Regions from separate parts of the Gossypium hirsutum genome. Here regions 1 and 3 are each linked to region 2. Evidence: chromatin contacts called from public Hi-C data. All regions are on one chromosome and are shown on one strand. The core of a region is the stretch at or near the end of the contact, and the rest is flanking DNA. Distances in the headings are between cores, read along the strand shown. Region 1 overlaps LOC121213918 (a long non-coding RNA gene). Region 2 holds the start of LOC107922304 (probable LRR receptor-like serine/threonine-protein kinase At2g16250). Region 3 overlaps LOC107922585.

Region 1 (4,599 bases), core at 456-2,955, 130 kb after region 2:
AAAACAATTTTGCAAGTTTTTAAAGTTCAGAATATTGTTTATAATTTTTTTCTAATAAAAGGTTTTAATCCAATAAATAAAAAAATATCCTATCAAAAATTTAAATAAATCATACAAGTGTAAAATAATTTTTTGATGATCATGATTATCAAATATTTTCAATTTGGTTTAAGGGTGTAAAATGCTCTCAAACCCTTAAAAAAAACATTTAAGCCCCTATTTTTTTCACTCAATTGGGTATTTAAACTTTCAAAATATATCAAAAAAGCTCTCAAACTTTTTCAAAAAAAGCAATTAAGCCCCTATTTTTTTCACTCAATTGGGTATTTAAACTTTCAAAATATATCAAAAAAGCTCTCAAACTTTTTCAAAAAAAGCAATTAAGCCCCTATTTTTTTCTCTTACTTGTGTATTTGAACTGCCAAAATGTATCAAAAAGGTCCTCAAACTTTTTTTTCAAAAAAGTAATTAATCCCCTGCTCTTTTTTTGCACTAATTGGGTACTTGAACTGTGAAAATGCATAAAAAAAAGGGCAAGGGGGTATCTAGGGGGTGGCTGGCAGTGGCCTCAGCTCCCTGAAATAGAAAATTTTTCATTTAGGCCCTTTATAGTTTAGAAAATTTTAAATTAGTAATGGTAAAATTGCACTTTCACCTCTCCTAAATTGATAAAAATTTGATTTAATCCTCTAAAAATTATAAATATATAGGCTATTAAAATGACAAAGTCGCATTTTTACTACCATAAAAATATAGAATTTAATTTCAGCCACCCAAAAAAAATTTCTAACTTTGCCTCTGCCCCCCCCCCCCAAATTATATTTTTGGATCCACCATTAAAAAGGTCATTTGATCATTAACTTTAACTGTTGACAATTCAGTTAACCGCCCTTAATTTTTTCAGTTAAGCCACCACGTGTCACAATCATGGCGTGACATGTGGCAAAAATGATAAAAAAAATATAAAATATAAAATTTTAATAAAAATATAAAAATATTTTAAATTTATTAAAACTTAGAAAAAAAATAGAAAAAATTGATAAAAATAGTAAAAATATAAAATATATAGTATTATAGAAAAAAATTTATAGAATTTTATAAAGTAGTAAGAAAAATATAAAAAATGTAAAGAAATATAAAATTCTTAAAAATATATATAAAAATTATCGTACCAAAAGAAGTATTTTATAATTTTTCTATAACTTCAACGGTCAAGTTAAAGGGTCTTTTTTTAGTTGTTAAAGTTGACAACTTAGGGGGTGAAGGCGAAGCCAAAAATTTTTTTTGGGTGAGCGGAAGTAAATTATATATTTTTATGATAGTAAAAATGTAATTTTTTCATTTTAATAGCATATATGTTTATAATTTTAGAGGATTAAATCAAATTGTTATCATTTTTGAGGGGCTAAAGTATAATTTTTTTAAAAATAAAGGCTTAATTGATTTTTCTTTTTAAAAATTGAAAACTTTTTACACTGTTGAGCCTTTAAATTTTTATTTAAATAATAAAAATGTTTTAAAATATACAGATAACCCATAAATGAAGGAGATAAAAAATTGTTGACTTAAGCGAAGCAAGAGAATTGAGAGTTGTATATAAAATGAACCCTGTTATTATATTGGGTGGGTGATGAAACTAGCATAGCCGGAGATACGAAAATACAAAGAATTGGGCCTTATTCAGTAGCCCAACTGATGGCCTGTGTTGTGGTATAAGAAAATCACATTGCAATCATTCTCCAAATCTGTTGATTTTATTATATAAATGCTGCACTGCATCTACATGATCTAAATGGACTCAACATCCATCCCCCCTCCCCCTCACTAATATTACTATATCAACATTAATGGTGAAATGAAAAATATGATTTTTCTATCCAAAAGAAATAAAACATATAATTCTAAACCAACGTACACATTTATTTTTTTTCTCTCCTCTCATCATTTTAATTTGGAAGAATTAATAATGACTATCCTCTCACTTTTTTTCCAATCAAATATATTTAAATTTTATTTTCTTTTAACTTTTTCACTCATTTCTTTCATTACATTTTCTTCCACTTGGAGACAACTCAATATTTCGATTTCTAAACTTACTATACATGAAAAGAAAATACATTAAGAACTGTAGATTTATGGCCTTCAAAACATAACACCCGTTTGTTTTAATGGTTTTTGAAAAGAAAAGGGAGGGGAAAGAGAGAGGGAAAAACAAAAGAATTTTTTTTTATGTTTAAAATATGATAACCTGAGATTTTGGGAGAGTGTAATAAAATTTTAGAAATTGCGTGATAATCTAAGTAAAAAAAGTAAGGTATATAATATATACTAAAAATTTTATATACGCGTGTTAAAATCACGTATTTAAATAATAAGATATGTTTAAAAATAACATAATAAATAATGAAATATAAAGTTAGAAGCTAATAATAATAATTGTTTTAAAAAAGAAATAAATAATAATAACAACAAATATGCAATATGTACAAAATAAAAATAAAAATAGTCTAACTTGTGAGTAAAGAAAATTGAAATAGATAAATACATCATATAAAAAATATTAAATGCACTCCAATTGTTTATCATAATATTATCATTTTTCTATAGCATGTTAAGTGAAAATTCTGTAACAGCCTGATTTTCAGTGGTGTCGGAAATAGTGGTTCAAGGCCACTAAATCCGACGAGTAAGTTTGTAAATATTATTATTTAATATTTACGAGTCAAATGTGACTTTTTTAAAAAAAATACATTCCTGGGACTCCGTTTCGGTAAATCAGAAATATTTACGAAGCTAGTTGCATAGTTAATTAGGTTTTGATTAGGTGAGTTTGACTTAATTAAGGTTAATTAGATAAAAGGACTAAATTAAATTGATTGTGAAAGTTTAATTATGAAATAGAAAAAAATTAAAGGGATCAAAGAAGTAATTATGCCATTACTTAAGTTGAGGCAGCATAAGTAGACATTTATTTAAAAATCTAAAGTTAAAATATATTATAATATAATAATATTACTTAAAAGTTAAGTATATATATTATATTATATTATATTATATAATAAAAACAAACAAATAGAAAAGAAGGAAGCAACAGAATTGAAAAACGAAATAGAGAAGGAAAGAAAGAAAAGGGAAAATTGGGGTTTTGAAGTTTCAAGTTTAATTTGGTAAGTTAGATTAGTTCATTTTCTTATAATTTTGATGTTTTTGGAATTCTAGAATAAAATACTACTTGATTTAAGTTGAAATTTTGAAAGTTAGTAAATTTTTAGATGTTGTTCATGTTGAATTAATTGATGAATTAGGGGTTAAATTGATTGAATTTCAAGTGAGGAGTTAGTAAAGGGTTGTAAAATAAAACATAAGTTTTGAATAGTAGGGACTAAATTGAGAGAATTTTAAAATTAGGGATTTATGGTGAAATTAGAGAGTTAAATTAGTTTAAAGTGGGAATGGAATGAAAATATGAAATTAGTTTTTAGAATAAAAGTTAGTCTCAGTTTAGGGACTAAATTGAAATTTAGGTAAATATTGAGTAAAAATTGAAATATTTAATGTGAGATTGAATGGTGTTGTATTGATGATTTTTAATTGTTTTAATTCTGTAGCTAGCATTGTACCGGAATTCTCGATTAAAAAGGGGAAAAATATAGTTGACGAGGAATAGCTCGGAATTCCTAGTTTGTATTTCTATAATCCGAATCTAATTATTAATTGTTATATTTTGATTAAATGTTATAGTAAGTGATTGAGATGAGAATTATTGTGTTTTACAATTGAAATGGATTATCTTGATAAGTGATGAAATTATATTGGTTGAATTGAATTGGAATATATATATTATGAATATATATGTGTGTAAATGTGAAATTGTGTAAATATGATAATTGAATTATTTTTTATATGTATTGTAATACTCAATTTTAGTCCGGACTCATATATGGAAACATAATCTTTGACGATATGCAATCTTAGATATGATATGCAATCTTAGATATGATATATGCAATCTTAGATATGATATGTAATCTTAGAAGATGTGATTTTGTAATCTTAGAGATTTAATTTGTAGATACCCTTTAGTCTTCACCGTTGATGTAATTGATTTGTACCGTTAGATTTGGGGAGACTCAACTATAAATAGAGGCCTCTCCCTTCATTGTGAAAAAAAAAGAAAAAGGAGGAATAAAAAAAAGAGAACGATTGTCAGTTTTTTAAAGGTGGCTTACTATTTTTTTTCTTTTGATTATTTTTTACTTATTTACGATTTTAAAAAAAGGGAGAAGGTGATACCACTGTGAATTTTATTTATTTTATTTAGCCCCTTCGCTTTTTAATGTTTTTGTAATTAAGTTTTTTTTTTATTTTTTTAATTTACCTTTTTATTTATTTTTATTTCAATTTGGTCTAATTTGAACGGCATCGTTTAGAGAAGGGAAAATTTCCCTTCCAGCCCCTCTATGTAATTCGAGCGTTCAATTAAGTCCCCCAGACTTTATTTATTTGTGAATTTACCCCAGATCTTTACTGGCGATCCAATTTAGTCCATTTTCATATTTTCTTTAAAAATCTATATTTTTGATAATGCAATTGTATTCT
Region 2 (4,713 bases), core at 66-2,565:
AGAACCTCGAGATTAGCCAACCGGTTTCCGAACGAATCCGGTATTGACCCGGGAAGCGGGAACCCAGAGGCATTGAAGGAAACTAACCGGGCCAAGTTAACCATAGAATCAACATTGAACTTGGGACTGAGTCGTCCAAGTCTGGTTCTTTTTAAACCGGAAACACTGATTTTGGAGACGGAGCCGTTCCGACATTCGATACCGAGCCACGACGAGCAGGGGTCGGACTTGATGGGCCAATCTTTGCCTCGGAGACCTAAAGATGCGCGGAGATCCAGCAATGCCCGCCGTTCGATTGGAGAACTTAACCGAGCTTTCTGAGCTACCACGCACTGGATCAAGAACAAGATTACAGCTAACAAGAATATTGATAACGCATTTCTTTGAGCTTCCATTGATAATGCGAAGCTGATGCTGATGAACTTCAATGGCGGCTAAGTGTCTAACTCATCTTCTTCCTAACAAAATAAAAATCTGTTAGTTTCGTATGTTTACCATTACCATTACTATCAGAGAGCTCTCTTTCTCTTACTAATCTGTGCATTTTATGTTCTTACTTGATTTACAGAAAGTAAAATTAAAGAAAAAAAGAGGGGGGGGTTATTAAGTAATAACTATTACTCAAAAATAGAGAGAGAAAAAATTAAAAAAAATTCTTATTCTTGGTAAATTCTTACCACCAATCACGAGCTTTGATTCTGCATTCGATGTTGTTTACCGCCGATCCCGAATTAATAATAATTTATACAAATAAAAGAAAAATCAAATAGAACTTGATGTATTAAATCCAAAAGAAATTCAAAGAAAAAATGAATGATGGCACGGGGTTTTAAGGGAAGGGAGGGTCAGGTGACATTAATGAGATGAAAGCAAAAAAATGAGGGAAGGGTTTGTTTGCCCAACCGCAGGGCTTTCTGCAAATACAGTTTTACTTTACTATCCACCGGAGCTATTTAGTGAACCTACCATTTCAACAAACTCAAAAGACTCTAAACCTTTCAATTTGATTATTACTACTCACTCAGAGCATCAATGGTGATATGGAGTTTTATGCTTCATTGACTTGGAATTCTTTTTTTCCACTCAAATTTTGTAAAAAATTAACTAAAATTGTTCAAATAAATTATTATACCTTAAAAAAAGAAAAGGTGGAATCTTGATCCTGAAAACCCACTCAGCCTATACCCAACAACAATATGGAATAATAAAATAAAAAAGGGTGAATCCTTTCGTTTTCACATCATAATCAATCAAAATACAAAGTGTTGTAAGTGGCAAATAGAGTGGGGATATATGGATCAAGTCTTAAAAGTCTTCTTCAGCGACATTTACCTGATGAAATTTGTGCTTTATTATTACTCTACCTTCATCAACTATTCTTATTTCTTTTTCCAATTATATGATATTTGAAGTTGGATAATTTTCACACTCGAGCCATTTAGATTTTAAGTTTTTTCTTTCACTTACCCATCCTATTTGAAGAGAGTTTCACTTATAATTGTCTCTTTATTTGTTTATTTTTTCACTTTTAATTACAAAAAATAAAAAATAAAATTAAATCAAATATATTTAACTTCTTTCATTAAAAAATTAAAATTAAATCCAATTAAAAGTAATCATTTTAAATTTATTAACCTTGATATAATTCATTAAATTAAATCAAGCGATCAAACTTTTGATTTTGAGCAAAACATTGATGAAATTTGTGTTTATAAACGTATTGTGGATGGAAAGCTAGTTTTTCTAATTCTGTATGTCGATGACATTCTACTCATTGGAATGTTGTAGATAAATTGTCATCGGATTGTGGTTAACCCAACAATTTAGTATGAAAGATTTAGGTGAATCTAACTATGTTCTAGGAATTTGAATACTTAGGGATAGAAAGAATAAAGTGATAGCTTTATCGCAAGGTTCATAAATAGACAAGCTATTGAAACGTTTTACAATGATCAATTCAAAAAAGGGATCATAACCTTTTGTTTTGAGATTTGATTTTTTCTTTAGAAGACTATCTCAAGGTAGCAAAAGAAAGAGAACATAAGAGAAAAGTTCCTTATGCTTTATGGCATTGGCAGTAGGAAATCTCATGTATGTTATGCTATTATACCCACGTCTAGATGTTTGTTATGTAGTAACAATGGTAAGTCAATATCAAGTGAATCCCGATCCAAAACACGCGCAAAAAATTAAGCATATACTCAAGTATTTATGGAGAACTAAGGATTACATGCTTGTATATTTCAGAGGGGATTTAACTCCTATCAGATATATAGACTCTGATTTTAAAACGTGTTGAGATTCGAGGAAATTGACATTGAATTGTGTCTTTATCCTTGGCGACGAGTCCATAGTGTGGAGAAGTGTCAAGCAAGGCTGTAACACCTAATACCCGACCCAATCATCAGGTCCAGGTACAAGATGAGACAATAACCCAATAACTCAACACTATTTAAAATTCTACATTCGTTTCATACTTGAACAACTTAAATTTCAAAACCAAACTATTAAGATCCGTACAAAACTGGCGATAATTTTTACAATTTCGATTCCCACATCCATTTATAAGTTTCAAATTAAGACTCAGTTACTAACACAATCACTTAAATCCTGAGGCGTGGCCTCCAAGGAAACCCCTCTCTATATATGAAATAGCTATCACTCCCACCTCTAACTCTGGTGGGGTTTGGCTTAGTCCCTCCTCTTTATTTTCAAGTCATTATCTATCCTATACCCAATCAATAATTTTATAAGTTCAGAAGAACTTAGTGAGATATGTACATAAAATTCATGGAAGATTGCTTAAATCTTAAGAAAATAAGACTCTATGTACAGAATTAAACTCCCTGAATTTTATAGGAGGATTCGCGAACTTAGTCGATAAGGCCAATGCCTCATTCTCTCTGAGTCGCTTATTGGCAGACGTAGTCTCTGGACTGGTCATAACCATGTTCTATCTAGAGATGTTCTCTCATGGGTCTTACCCTATTTTATTGTTGTTCAGACTTATGTTATACCACTTTCATGTTATGTCACATCCTTGGTACCTGTATTCATTATTTCTGACTGACGACAACGATTGGCGTCCACCTAGTATTTGCCATAATTACAGATCCTTACCTACATAAGATATCTTTCTAATATCTTCTTTTTCTTGGCGGACTAGTGCCCAAGATGTAACTCCATAGTACTTATTCTTTTAATCCCATCTTTCAAGGTACTCCAATGGATAGGTAGTTCCTGGCGTACCATTTCATACTCAGGTATTCATTGGTCGTTTTCACTCTTGGTAGACCTACAAGGTATCTCCATATTACATGGCCTTAATGGACTCCCTCTTCTCACTATTTTTTGGAGGACTCTCTACCATAGTAGTTCCCAGCGGACTTCTTTGTTATTAGTCTTAGTGGTCTTTTCTTTGCATTATGTAGTCCTAGCTAGGCATACTTTCCTGGAAATTTTTTGGCAGACTTTATTGGTCATTCAGCCTTGTGCGGGCATTTTCTCCTATAAGGTCTCTTGATGGACTTCTCACCCTTTCGATTATCTCTTTGCCAATTGCCGAATTAAGACCTTAACCTATAATAATCCCTTTCGTATCTGTTCAGCCAATGTGGGTTTCGTGATATTTCTGGCGGATTCTTACTGGTAGGTACTAGTACTATGTATGCTAATTTGTTTAAGGAATTTCTCCTTTTTTTTGCACAAACCGGTGTTGAGGCATTTCTTTCGCTTCACTCTCCATTTCACTTTGGCGAGTCCTCGTGTTATCCCGTTTGCTTGCGTTCCCCAAACGTGCCAAGACCATTCTGTCTCGCAACTTGACATAAGTCACACCGCGACTTCTTCTTTATTCTTTGGTTGGATTATTGGTTTACTGTCTTGCAATCCCCATATGTTGTCATAACAGATATATGGTCTTAAACATGTAATCCCCATGTTTAATGGCCTAAAGGAATCCATGTGTTGTCATAGCTGAGCTATGGTCTTACACATGTAATCCCTATTTTTAATGTCCTGGCGGACTCTATTAGTTGCCATAGCTGAGCTATGATCTCACACCTTAACCTCTTTCATGGTGTTGCCTCGAAGGATCGTATCGCTGTCACAGTGTTGCTCCATAGAGTCGATAGACCGTCGTCATGGTGTCACTCTAGTGAACCAATAGATAACATTTCACGATGCCATCCAAACTCTATTGAATCCCCATTTCAATCTGCCCATTCATCCATTACACCAATTTTTACTATCTTCATCTACCTCGACAAGGTAAGTACCTCCGCACTCTGTATATAAACTACTCATACATTTCATGCAAACAAGGTACTTGATACATAACACAAAGTATGCCATATATATTCAACACCACGTGATAATCGTTTGACGTTCAATTATCATACTTACAAATATTCACATACTTATACAAGGTTATGCATTCACAACATGCTCAATCACCATTTTTACACACAACAATAGATTTAGACAACCCAGAATAGTCACAACACAAATAATTCATCAACTCAATTTCCTTACCCACCTTAAGTAGAGTACAAAAACTCACTTTGTTTCCTTTATCCTCGTCAGCTTAGCTTGTCTAAACACTAGAGCCTCCTTTATCTTGGCAACTAAGCATGGCAATCATTTATCTGTTAAATCGAAGGTAATTAGCCTTAAACATCAGAACCAGTTTATAGAAACTTATTAGGAGCTCTA
Region 3 (4,653 bases), core at 1,061-3,560, 70 kb after region 2:
AAATGTTTATAATGCAAAAGATAATTTATATTAGTTGGTAATTTAAGCTACTAAAATAATTTATATGAGCAAATGACTCATGTTAGGGTGATTATGTTATCTATAAATTTATATGGGGAAGATAGTTTACCTTGGCTATCGAATTTGGGGTTAATTTACCAGAAAAGATCTATTTTTAAAAAAAAATTATAAAAATGGGCCATTTTTCTTGATATTTACGGGAATGACCCAATTTTTGTAAAATGCGCTGAGCTAATATTATTTTCAGGGAAAAACCAAAAAAGACCCATCTAGCTCAGCGCTTTTTTCCCCTTTGACGTATAAAACACGTACAAGCTAGCGTGTTTTACTAAAGCGCTTCCAGGTCAGCACTCTACCCGTGTTCCAACGGTCAATAACTAAATTTCCAAAAAAAATGTCATTTTTAAAAAGATTTACAAAAATAAGCTAATTTTTTAAAAATTTAAAAAAAATGCGCCTTTATATAGACCCAAAGTGGCAACACTATATTTTTTAAAATTTTTTGGTGCCACGTGAAAATAAAACTTACAAAATAGATCTTTATATAGACCTAAAGTCTCATTTTCCTTGTTTTCTTAAACAATGTGGGATGTGAGATATGTGTCTATATAGACTCAGGAATAGGTTTGCAGCTTGTTCCTGGACAATGTGGGATTCCTTCCGCTTTTAACTAACAACATAAGATTAAAGGCTACATTATATTTTATAATTTTTTTACAAAATAATTTCTATTTTTTACATTTTGCTAACTTTTTCTCATATTATAAAATTACCTTCTAAGATCTTTAATCTTGTTGCATTTTAGAATTGTTAGTGTATACAAAATGACCATAATAAAAAAAGAAAAAGAAGAACAATTGCACATATGAAACTTGTACATGTAGTAATCTTCTATTCAATTTTAAATGTTTGAAGTTAATATCCATGCAATTCTATTGTTTAAAATAATTTTTCCATTATTTCGATTTAGAAGTTATACTTTTAATTTTTTTAATTTTATTTTATGTTAAGAATATTTGATTAATAAATAAATGGTGAGTATTTGGTAAGTTCAGCGGTTTTACATTTACAGACGCATAAAAAATAATTTTTGTGAAAAAAAACAGATTTTTTATGTTTTAACTCTTCTGTATACGTTTGTTTTGGTTTGAATGGGCATTTCGAAGAAACTTCAGTTCAGTTCTGCCATAGAAAAAAGAGAATTCTTGGATTGAGCTTTTTCCTCCCGGCGAGAAAGCTTTTATTCTGCAATTCATTTCAAAAGACTTCAATCGATACAGGCAAAAAATAGGACAATTCAACATCTTTTTGTTCAATTTCGTGTGAAGTCAAATTCTCATTAGTATGAGTCAAGGGAACAACCCCTGGCATCTGATTTCCATATAAAGGGAAAGACGAGCATAAATACCCTTTTTAACTTCTATTCTGATGGACTGAATATCTTTCATAAGGAATCGAAGAAAGATGCGACGATTTTTTCCAAGAAAACCCCAACGAAATATATATACTATTCCCTCCTTTCTATCGAATCGATCATAACCACAGATAGTATTTTTTTGTAATTTTAAAAAATTGATATCTCTTTTTTTAAATATTTATTTTTTAAATTTTTTACTATACTCATTATTTTTTTAATCTTAATTTTAATTTAATTTCCATCACCTAATGAATGCTAATGAATTTATTTAAGATGTACTTTGACTAGATAGATAATCTATTTAAAAATAGCATATAATTATGTCAAATAAGTTTTTTTATAAAATATAATATACATAAAATATAGTAATTATTTTTCATATTTTCATATTTAGATTAAATTACATTAGCAGTCACTTAACTATGATTTTTTTGGCTATCGAATTATAAAAACTTACAAAATGATCACTTAACTATTAGTACTTTTTTTGTTACCCAATTATCTTGAATTTTGTTATATGTAACAAAAAAAAAAGACAAATTTGAATAGTTGAATGACAATTTTGAAACTTTTCATAGACAGATCACTACACCAAAACAGGCTTTTAGCAGCGCTTTTTTAAGCCTTTAGCGGCGCTTTGAGAAGCGCCGGAAAAAACGCCGCTAAAGACCACGTCACTAACTTTAGCGGCGCTTTTCCCACAAACGCCGCTAAAGACCAGGACCTTTAGCGGCACTTTTCCCATAAACGCCGCTAAAGACCAACACATATAGTGACGCTTTTCCCACAAACGCCGCTAAAGACCAAGACCTTTAGCGACGATTTTCCCACAAGTGCCGCTAAAGACCAGGACCTTTAGCGGCGCTTTTTTCATAAATGCCGCTAAAGACCCAGACCTATAGCGACGTTTTTCCCACAAACGCCGCTATAGCTCAAGACCTTTAGCGATGCTTTGATTACAAACGCCGCTAAAAGTACTATTAAATATTAAAATCAAACATTATTGATATAAAAAATTAATTAGTATTAAATATATACTTTTAGTGAAAAAGATAATATTTAATCATATAATAAATTAATTTTTTTAATCAAAATATTGAAAAATCATGTTAATATTCAAATTGCAAAATTACAAGTTCAAATAGTGCAACTAATTGATTGCAAAAAAAAAATGCACAAGTTCATAATGTACAGTAATCAACTTCAGGGATATGGATCATCTTCATCTTCATCATCTTCTTCTTCACTTTCAACTCTGTGACCATCTTCTCTGCTGCCTATGTGATTCAATGCTCTCCTTTCATCATCTTCATCATCATTATAAGGCACAAGTGACTCTTCAAGAGGTGAAGATGGTGAATCCACAACCCTCTGCCATTTTAAATCCCGTTCCCCGTCTACACTATCACCAAGTTCCCTTTTTGCTTTCATCTTCTTTCCCCCTCCTTCGCTCTCACAATTTCTGTTGCTATACCACAGTAGCATTCATCAATTAAACTAAGTTCCCATGAGATCTTCTACTACAATCGTTCACTTAAAATAAATGATAAAAAAAAAGAACTATACTTTTAGATGCTGAGAAAAAAAAAGCAGGAAAATTCATAGCCAACTATCTAGGGTTTTTATTGAGTACCAAATAAAACATAGCAGCATAGTAAAGAAACTTAAGTACAAAGGAGATTAGATAAATTTTCAAACAAAATATCAGTGACTAAAATATACTATACATTTCTTTTATTTTTTAAAGAAATTAGAAGAAGAGTTATAACAATAAAATTATGAAAAACCACAAGCCACAGTACTGCTGGGACATTCAAACTGGCATAAATTAAAGCCAAACTCCGATCAAGAAATGAGTATATAGAAAACAATCGAAGATTCTTCAAATATGAAAAAAAAATTAAAATCAAAATAAAGAGGAAAAATACTGGAAAAGCAAAACAAAATATCAAAGAAAATGAATATGACCACCTGACGTCTATAGTAATTTGAACATACTAAGGCCAATTACTAATTAGTAATTTGAACGTCTATAATATTTAAACATACAATAAAGTGCAGATCCGAAAGGACAGTTCACATACAAAGGCCAATTACTAATTAGTAATTTGAACTTCACACAATTTACAATTACCATTTATGATTAACATATTAAGAGATGGGTGTCAAATTAAGAAGAGAATGAAAAAGGTACTTGACTATAACAAGCATGTGAGAATTAACCTGATCCTTTCCAACATGTATAAGGCATTACAAACTTTTATAAACAAGGACAACTACAAAATGCATTTCATCACATCTCTTATATTTTTAAAGTAATAAATCGAATAAAAAATGAGAAAATCCAAGAAGTGGAAGAATAGATACCATCATGCATTTCAAAATCTTTGGATTAGATATTTGTGATCACATGTTAGGCTTCAAAGGCAAAAATAGCATATATCTAACGATATTGCTTCCATTTTTGTCATTACATATTAGAGAAAGTTACTTGGAAATACATTAGCATATATCTAATTGAAAAATTGTAAAAAATCTACCAACCAAATTTCTACATTATTGAATCGGGTCATACATTTTATATTTTCTATTTACAAAATATTGTTAGAAAACTAAGTTATAATTTTATATTTTGTAAAATTGTAAATATTATTTTGTCATTTTATAGAGCAGTAATGAATCGGGTCATACATTTTTGTCCAATTTTTACTGGAACACATACAAAGGCATAAACTTGCAGCCAGCTTATATCAAAATGACCAGTTCTTGATGTCACTAAATTTATTTAACATTATCTGGAAGAACTATACAAATACAACAGCCATGAACAGGAAGACAACTAAACATCGCTACTTTGAACATTCAAAGTATGTTAAGGTTAAAGTATTAACTAGCGACCCATAAAAGAACAAATAATCACATTTTGAATTAACCAAGGTATTTCAGCATATTCAGCAGCCTATATGTCTAAACAATATACCCTCAACCCAAACAGAAATTATTCACCATAAATAACATAAACAAGTGCTGGTTGGATAGACAATGCAAACAAAATGATGAGGGAAAAAAATCAGTCAGAAATAGGATACAAATCGTGCAACCAAACGATATTTATTGTAAATGCAAACTAGACCTAATCATTGTATCGAATCTAAAAACCTTATCTCAACTGAAACATTCCTTTATTTGATTGAGGCTGACATAGACTTCCTAAT

The links. Hi-C and Micro-C count contacts between places; a contact is called where the count stands out from the background.
Region 1: a contact with region 2 is called in a Hi-C map of leaf, with 2.3 times the contacts expected there. The contact joins the enhancer-like site here to the promoter of LOC107922304 in region 2. A contact is called at or near these places in 4 of 34 Hi-C or Micro-C datasets (hypocotyl and leaf).
Region 3: a contact with region 2 is called in a Hi-C map of leaf, with 4 times the contacts expected there. The contact joins the enhancer-like site here to the promoter of LOC107922304 in region 2. A contact is called at or near these places in 6 of 34 Hi-C or Micro-C datasets (callus, hypocotyl and leaf).

The regions. Positions count from the first base shown.
Region 1 is chrD01:19,221,182-19,225,780 of Gossypium_hirsutum_v2.1, reverse strand. LOC121213918 (a long non-coding RNA gene) reads left to right here. Exons shown (of 3, transcript XR_005909425.1): 3 at 1-31. Among protein-coding and RNA genes, the nearest start is that of LOC121213918, 4.6 kb to the left of the region's middle. Within about 2 kb of position 1,705, at least 2 of the 9 cell types and tissues checked have an H3K27ac peak or open chromatin away from gene starts, as enhancers often do. A contact at or near this core is called in hypocotyl and leaf, where this site is marked.
Region 2 is chrD01:19,346,695-19,351,407 of Gossypium_hirsutum_v2.1, reverse strand. It overlaps LOC107922304 (probable LRR receptor-like serine/threonine-protein kinase At2g16250), which reads right to left and starts at 1,315. Exons shown (of 5, transcript XM_041087259.1): 1 at 678-1,315; 2 at 1-454. The coding sequence starts at 395.
Region 3 is chrD01:19,277,893-19,282,545 of Gossypium_hirsutum_v2.1, reverse strand. LOC107922585 reads right to left here. Exons shown (of 4, transcript XR_001691346.2): 4 at 2,497-2,906. Among protein-coding and RNA genes, the nearest start is that of LOC107922585, 4.7 kb to the right of the region's middle. Within about 2 kb of position 2,310, at least 1 of the 9 cell types and tissues checked has an H3K27ac peak or open chromatin away from gene starts, as enhancers often do. A contact at or near this core is called in leaf, where this site is marked.